Linked DNA regions of Rattus norvegicus: region 1 is linked to region 2. Evidence: chromatin contacts called from public Hi-C data. All regions are on one chromosome and are shown on one strand. Each heading gives the region's core, a stretch centred on a gene start, on an enhancer-like site or on the middle of the called end of the contact. The rest is flanking DNA. Distances are from core to core; before and after follow the strand shown. Region 1 holds the start of Kctd15 (potassium channel tetramerization domain containing 15). Region 2 holds the start of Lsm14a (LSM14A mRNA processing body assembly factor).

The links. A called contact is a pair of places that touch in the nucleus more often than the background predicts.
Region 1: a Hi-C map of mammary epithelial cells shows a contact between it and region 2, with 2.9 times the contacts expected there. The contact joins the promoter of Kctd15 here to the promoter of Lsm14a in region 2. A contact is called at or near these places in 1 of 12 Hi-C or Micro-C datasets (mammary epithelial cells) and 1 of 1 datasets of contacts at active chromatin or transcription factors (oligodendrocytes).

The regions. Positions count from the first base shown.
Region 1 is chr1:96,406,976-96,410,498 of GRCr8, forward strand. Kctd15 (potassium channel tetramerization domain containing 15) reads right to left here and starts at 2,142. Exons shown (of 6, transcript NM_001109141.1): 1 at 1,882-2,142; 2 at 12-104. The coding sequence starts at 77.
Region 2 is chr1:96,145,006-96,148,433 of GRCr8, forward strand. It overlaps Lsm14a (LSM14A mRNA processing body assembly factor), which reads right to left and starts at 1,443. Exons shown (of 10, transcript NM_001127552.1): 1 at 1,217-1,443. The coding sequence starts at 1,337.

The sequences.
Region 1 (3,523 bases), core at 892-3,391, 260 kb after region 2:
GCAAAGCTCACCGCGGTGCCGCTGCTGCCGTGTGCGTTAAGCGAGGACCCGCTCGGCCGCTCCTTGCGGTGAGGCATTTAGGCTTCCATCCCTGCCCAGAGTATCTGTGGGAAGCAGCAACTTATTTCTCAGGCTCCACCAATGATTTTTACACAGACGCTGTCTGGGGCCTCATGTATACCAGGCAGCCTTCCCAGATCCCACCAACCCTACACACTCCAAAGCAGACCTCCAGGCCACAGCATAGTGTGTGTGTATGTGTGTGTGTGTGTGTGTGTGTGTGTGACACACACACACACACACACACACACCCCAAAGCAGACTTCTAGGCCATAGCATCTCTCTCTCTCTCTCTCTCTCTCTCTCTCTCTCTCTCTCTCTCTCACACACACACACACACACACACACACCCCAAAGCAGACTTCTAGGCCATAGCATATCTCTCTCTCTCTCTCTCTCTCTCTCTCTCTCTCTCATATCTCTCTCTCTCTCTCTCTCTCTCTCTCTCACACACACACACACACCCCAAAGCAGACTTCTAGGCCATAGCATATCTCTCTCTCTCTCTCTCTCTCTCTCTCTCTCTCTCTCTCTCACACACACACACACACACACAACACACACACACGTTTTCTAGGCAGTTCCATGTCTGCTAATTTGGCTAATGACAGCCTAAAACATATGCTCGCCATTACTGCCCTTCCATGTTTCAGAACAAATCAGATTTCTTTGGTATTTTGAGTTAGAGCCGTGTTACCAAGCGTGTCTCCTCTTGCATCAGTGGAGAGAACCTGGGGGGGGGGGGTGCCAATCCCCTCAGTTGGTTGGGCAGCCTAGGATCTCTCACCACCCAGGGAAGACAGTTGGTATAGGACACCTCTTTCCACAGAAGCCAGAAGCATCACTGGGAAGCCACCAGTCACCTAGAGTTCCCACAGCAGACAGGACCTGCCTTTGTTTGCCTGCTTCTCCAATAGACCCCCAGAATGGTGCTGCCTGGGCCTAATGTATTCCAGACTCCCTCAGGATCACAGGCCCTTGGGGCACTGAGAGCTGGCCAGACAGCAATCAGCAAATGGGCTTTCTCCCCTCCTCCCCAGAGCTACTTGGGACTTTCCTATGTGCCTCAGACACCTGAAATAAAATTGTGCCTCAGTCCTCAGAAGCTACCCTGGGGGCTTTTCAGGGGGCCCATGAAGGAGGGGTGGAGAAGGACAGGTTTCTAGCACCCCCTCGACTGGCTCGGGGCTGTCTCAAAGGGAAATAGAACACACACACACACACACACACACACACACACACACACCCTGGACTTCTCTGATACAGGTTTAACCCATATGGGTCAACTACATGGTACCCTGGGTACCCACATGATGCTTTTTCCTGTTAAACTTCTAGATCTATGTCTTAACGTTCAGTATCCCAGTATAAAACATGGTCTGAGGTGCACAGACTGGAACCACTAAATGTCAGGAAAGTGCCTCCCCTCCCATGATTTGTTTGACATCCCCACTGCCCTGGGAAGTTCTTTGGTCTGAAACTGTTTGGGGGTGAGGGAGAGTGTTTTAGCCTCATGGAGGAGTTGGGTCCAGTCCCCTGTTTTGGACATTAACAAGGCCATTTATCTCAAGGAAGATTTTGGAAAACCAAAGCAGACCCAAGGGATGGGTCATCCAGCCCTGGTAGGAGATGGAGGAGAGACGGTGTCGTAGAGGAACACCCACTGAAGGTCAACAGAGATGGGAGAATTCTCACCCAAATGCTACCAAAGCACCACATATCCTCACTACCAGGACCCAACTGAGAAGTGACAAGTAGCACCAAGCACCCATCGCCCAAGCAGCCCCAGCCTGTTTCTCACAGCGCAAACCCAAGACTCACCATTGGAAGCCCCAGGCCTTAAGCCTTGACCCGAATCTCCACTGCTCCCTCTGACAAACGCATCTGTGGTGGACCACGACCCTTCTTCCCAGAACACTGCTGAGATCACAAACATAGAAAGTGCACTTGATAAGAGACACACGAGTTCACTGCACCAGACACCAGGACCCAGGCGCGGCTGAGGTTTGGCCAAGCAGCCTGTTGCAGATACCTCGGCGGGTTTGTAAACTGGCCCAGCATTGACCCGCTTCTCCAAGCTGTGGTGGGAGACCCGGGTCCCGCGCCCACCCGCAGCCGAGCCCCGCCCGCCCGAACAGAGGGAAGTGAGCAGAATGCCACGCTCATTTACACACAAAATGATTTTGTGTCCCATTGTGCTCGCAGTTGTTCAGCTCTCTGGGGGTGATTAAACTGGCTGAGCTGCGGCAGCTTGAGACGATTTCACTAAATCGCTTCTTCGTGAAGTCGCTTCTTTTGCTAAGCTGTTATTTTAACCATAAAAGGTAAACAGAAGGCGCCTCTCCAGTTCCCTTCAGCTCTACGCCCTGGGCGCTTGCCCGAGGCGGCAATGCCAGGGGCCTGCAGGACTGTCCAGGGGTGGAACGGGAGGGACGCGGCGGGCCACCTGGTGCGCGCCAGCCCGGTCGCAAAGCCAGCCGGCTGTTGTGAACTTCGGGGCTACAGGATCGGCTGGGCCGAACCTCCGGCCCCGCGGGCGGGGTGGCCAAGGCACCCGAAGGGCCCAGCAAAGAAGGGGTGGGAGTGCGGTGGGGGGCGGAGACAAAGTTAAATCAAGAGGCAGACACTTCAAGACCACAGATGGGAAGCTCGCCTAATTAAGGACGTAAAAGCGCTTTTGTTCTCAAAGTTTATTGTTGCCGGGATTTAAAAAAAATTAATTGAAACTAATGCTGTTATTCACTCGCGCAGTTAAATTCCTTCATGCACATTTGAGACGCAGAGTGAAAACTTGAAGGTTTATCTTTCTACTGTCGGGGGCTTCCCAAGGGAGGGTATAAGAGGTGCTACAGAGGCGCGGGAGTGGAAGAATGAGGGTGTTCGCATCCAGGTCAGGGGGTGCGTGTGGGCAGCGGAGATCTAGAGACCGAGGTCCGGTCTTGGGGCGGCGCGTTCCCCCGCCCCACATCCTTCCTGAGCTTGGAACCACTACCAGTGCGTCTGGCATGAGACTCAAAGGGTGGGCGTCAGAAAACGCACATCTGTCCCGTTAGAGACTTTTTCCTTTTCTATAATTTGGGCGCCAACCCGGTCCTGTGAGCCCCAAAATTCCAGCTACATGGAGCCGGTTTCAGACTCAGGAAAGTCACCAGCTCTGCAGGGCACTCGAGCCCATACTGGAACCAGAGTGCGGAGGACCTGGACGCATATACCGCGCGGCAGGATGATCGGAGCCCGGCTGAGTGGGGAGGGTCCACCCGCGGCTAGGACCAGCCCACGTGGGCACCCCCCGCCCCGTGCGCGCCAGGCCTTTGTGCTGGGCGCCCCCACGCCGCCAGCCCCTGCGCTCAGCAGAGGGACAAAGCAGCCCGTCCCCCCCACCCCCAGCCTAGGTCCCGGCCCGGGGCCGAGTGACTTTCTCGGCATTGCAGCCACTTTGGGAACCAGGGGTGTGCGGCACTGA
Region 2 (3,428 bases), core at 193-2,692:
AGCTGTCAATCAGGCCACACCCCTAACCCTTATTAGGTACAATTCAACACCCTAAAAAAGGTTTTCTTATCCAGGTCGATTTGGCCCAAAACTGAAACTGTTAAAAGGAATGTTTGTTTTTTGTTTTTAAAAGGGGTCATTAAAACTAGTTGGGTAATGTAAAGCGACTCTTTCATTCAGTTAACATTTGACATTTTTAGATTTAGAATCTTGCTATCCCTGGGACCTCTTTTCCTAGCGTATGTACGCAGTTCTTAACAATCCCACTAGGTGTGGTGGAAAAATAGCCCTCCCTGGTATCAAAAACTGATAAAATCCTCTAAGATCAGAAGCTCAAGTTTATTTTCTTTCTGCCTTCCTGGCACAGCAAAGGTCTAGCACGCGTGAACGGAAACAAAACCCACAAACTGACTGTATCGACAGTACAGACTATGGGGCAGGTAGGGTGATCCCCTTCAACACAACTTCCTCTCCCCATGGAACGCCAAGTACAGCGGAGTCGGTCGGCGGCCAGACAGTACTCGATCTGAACTGTGTACAAGAGTCCCGGATCATCAAAACTTGAACTTTCCTTTCTACCAGGGTTCCAGAAAAGAGGCCCGTGGGGACAGCAAGCAAGCACTTTAACGTGCACCCTTTGGTTGCATAAGAATTCCGGCTTAACAGGTAACAATCACAGAGGAGACAAACGAGATGCGATCGACTCGACGGTACCAAATGGCCTTTCGAGATCATAAGTCTGCGGCGCAAACCCAAAGTTTGGAGCACACTCCTTAGGAGTTCACTCGAGAACAGTCGCCACCGACCCAGATGAGGAACGCTGAGAAAATGGGTGCCCGGGGAATCAACACATCCGCATTCAACTCTAGGTAGGCGTCAAGATTCTTCGACTCCTCCGGCTTTGTTCGGCGCTTCAGAAGACGGAACGACCGAATTTCGGTCTTGGAAGACACGAACCTGGGTGTGTTCTCTGGCTGGTTCCCGGGACTTTGAGATCGCCCCGCCCCGGGAGCCGCGCACTCGTTCCCTGGATGGAAGGCGCGGAGCTACCGGGGAAGAAGCCCGGGGAACCCGGGGAGGCCGCGGCCCGGCCCTTGTCGCTCCGGAGCCGGGACCGAGGGAGCGGCCTCCCCTGAGGACTGCAGAGAGAGAAGAGCGCGAGGGCGGCGGGGCGCCCGTCCCGCGCCCCTCAACCCCGAGGCCCGTCCCGCCGTACCTTTGGCGAGGGCTACAGTGGAGTTCTCGGTGTCGATGGTGTAGAGGATGCCCTCGTAGCGGATCTCCGCCTTGGAGATGAGGCTGATCTTGCTGCCGATGTAAGGGGTGCCCCCGCTCATGGCGCCGCCGCCGTCGCCCGCCGCTCGCACTCAGGCAGATCCCGCGCTGCGCCCGCCGCTCCGCACGCCCGCCCGCTCGCTCCGTCGGCGCCTCACAGCAGCTTCTTCAGAACCAACATGGCGGCTGCGCCGGCTCCGCTTACCCTTCCCCCAGCCTCCCGCCCTCAAACCGCGGCGCGGCGGCGGCGGCGGCGGCAGCGGCGGCGGCGCGGGGCATGCCGGGAGGGTGAGGCCGCGCACTCTCTCGCGAGACTCGGTGTGCTCACCGACGGTTCCTGGCTCTTTCCGCGGCGGCCCGAAGACCAGTTGATGGGACTGGCTCGCCAGCTTGCGCTCGGTAGGAGTTTCGGAGAGACGGAAATGTTTCACGGCACCTAGACCTTGCGTGAAAACTGGATGAGGGCTCATCCCGCCTGGTGAAGCTGACTGCGGCCTCCGCCATCTCTAGGCGGGCTGTACTTTGTTACGATCCCAGAGTCTTTGTAAGCGGTCGCCTCTTAGCTCCATGACCAGCTGCCGGTTTCCGCGGGTCACAGAGCTCTCACTGTCAATGCCAGAACAGCCATCTTCGCCAAAGGAATTTCACACCCCAAGGGCTGCTGCTCCAGGCGGCGCTGGGACTCGGTTCCCAAAACTCTTTTTCCTTCCTGCTGAGTCCAACCCCTTTTATACGGTTTGATCCCGGTTTCTAGCTTTCAAGATGCTCCTGGCCTCTAGTTATGCAAGAAACATCAGTCCAAATGTTTCTCTGCAGCTTTGACCACTTAAAGTCAATTCCACTTTCTTAACGATCGTCTCTCCGATCGGGTGCCAAATTGGCATCCTAAAACTTTGCATCCAGAGGTGTAACTGTACTCGTTTTACTCCAAACTCATCCCTCTAGCTTGTTCTCTGAGTTAACTATGAGCCGGGACCGTTTACTATGAGCCGGGACCGTTTACTTAATTACTAAGGCCCCTGGATTGTCTTCACCTCCACACCTGTCCTAACTGTAAATCTTCTGGATCATCTCCATCGGTACAGCTCTACAAGACGTCTCAGTTACTCTTTCAGTTACTAATTTAGTGCCAGAAGTGTTGGCAGTAGCTTCCTTAGAATTCTCTCTACTTCTCTTAGCCCTACTTCGTTTTTCTTAACACAGCAGTCGGGGGAATCATGTCCAAGTAGCAAGAGATGGTGGACTTTTTTTTTTTGGTTCTTTTTTTTCGGAGCTGGGGACCGAACCCAGGGCCTTGCGCTTCCTAGGCAAGCGCTCTACCACTGAGCTAAATCCCCAACCCCGAGATGGTGGACTCTTGTTCAAATCCCTCTACTCCCCACAGATTACATGTTACACAAAGTGAAAACCAGACTTGCTAGTTTGGCTTATGATTTAGCTTCTCGTTACACAGCTCCATGCTGTTCCAAGTATCCCTTCTTCACACAGCTTTCACAGTTCATTATACACAAAGCCGCCCTAAGAGATGATTTATTTAAAATACCGTGAAAAGCTTTTGAAGAAGCCTGTGGGAGGGTCCTGCTCTCCTTTTACAGGCAATGAAGTAGGCTGGGGGAACCCTCACTTCCTGATGTGGAAGCTCTAGGGGAAACTGGCTTCTTTGGGGTGTCCCAGTCCCACTAAACCAGGTTAGCCTAGGACAAAATGCATCACCTCCGTAGAAACACAAGACTAACATCCAAAGGCTACTTGGTTCTTCAGGGACCCCAGAGATCTGGCAGGTTCAGTCTCAGCCTAGCCAGTTCCCCTGTGTCCTCTCTGGCGGCCCAGTAGGGTGGCAGTCCTGACTCACCTCTAACCCAGGCCATAGCCCTGCATAAATTTTCCGGGGAACTTCTCATTCATCTTCCTTCTAGGTAGGCTGGCCTCCAGGGACCTCAGCCAGGTCCCTTTCCTCCGGGTTTCCCCCAGCCCACTTCCTTGCCTGTAAAAAGAGAGCAGGGCCCTCCCACAGGCTCCTTCAAAAGCTCTCCACAAAATACTACGGTAGATCTCGATTTACACCCCTCTACTTGGCTTGCTCCCTCCCTATCCCACATACCATTTATCTCTCCTAGTATGTCTATTTAGCCATAAGTGTCTGTCTACCTTGT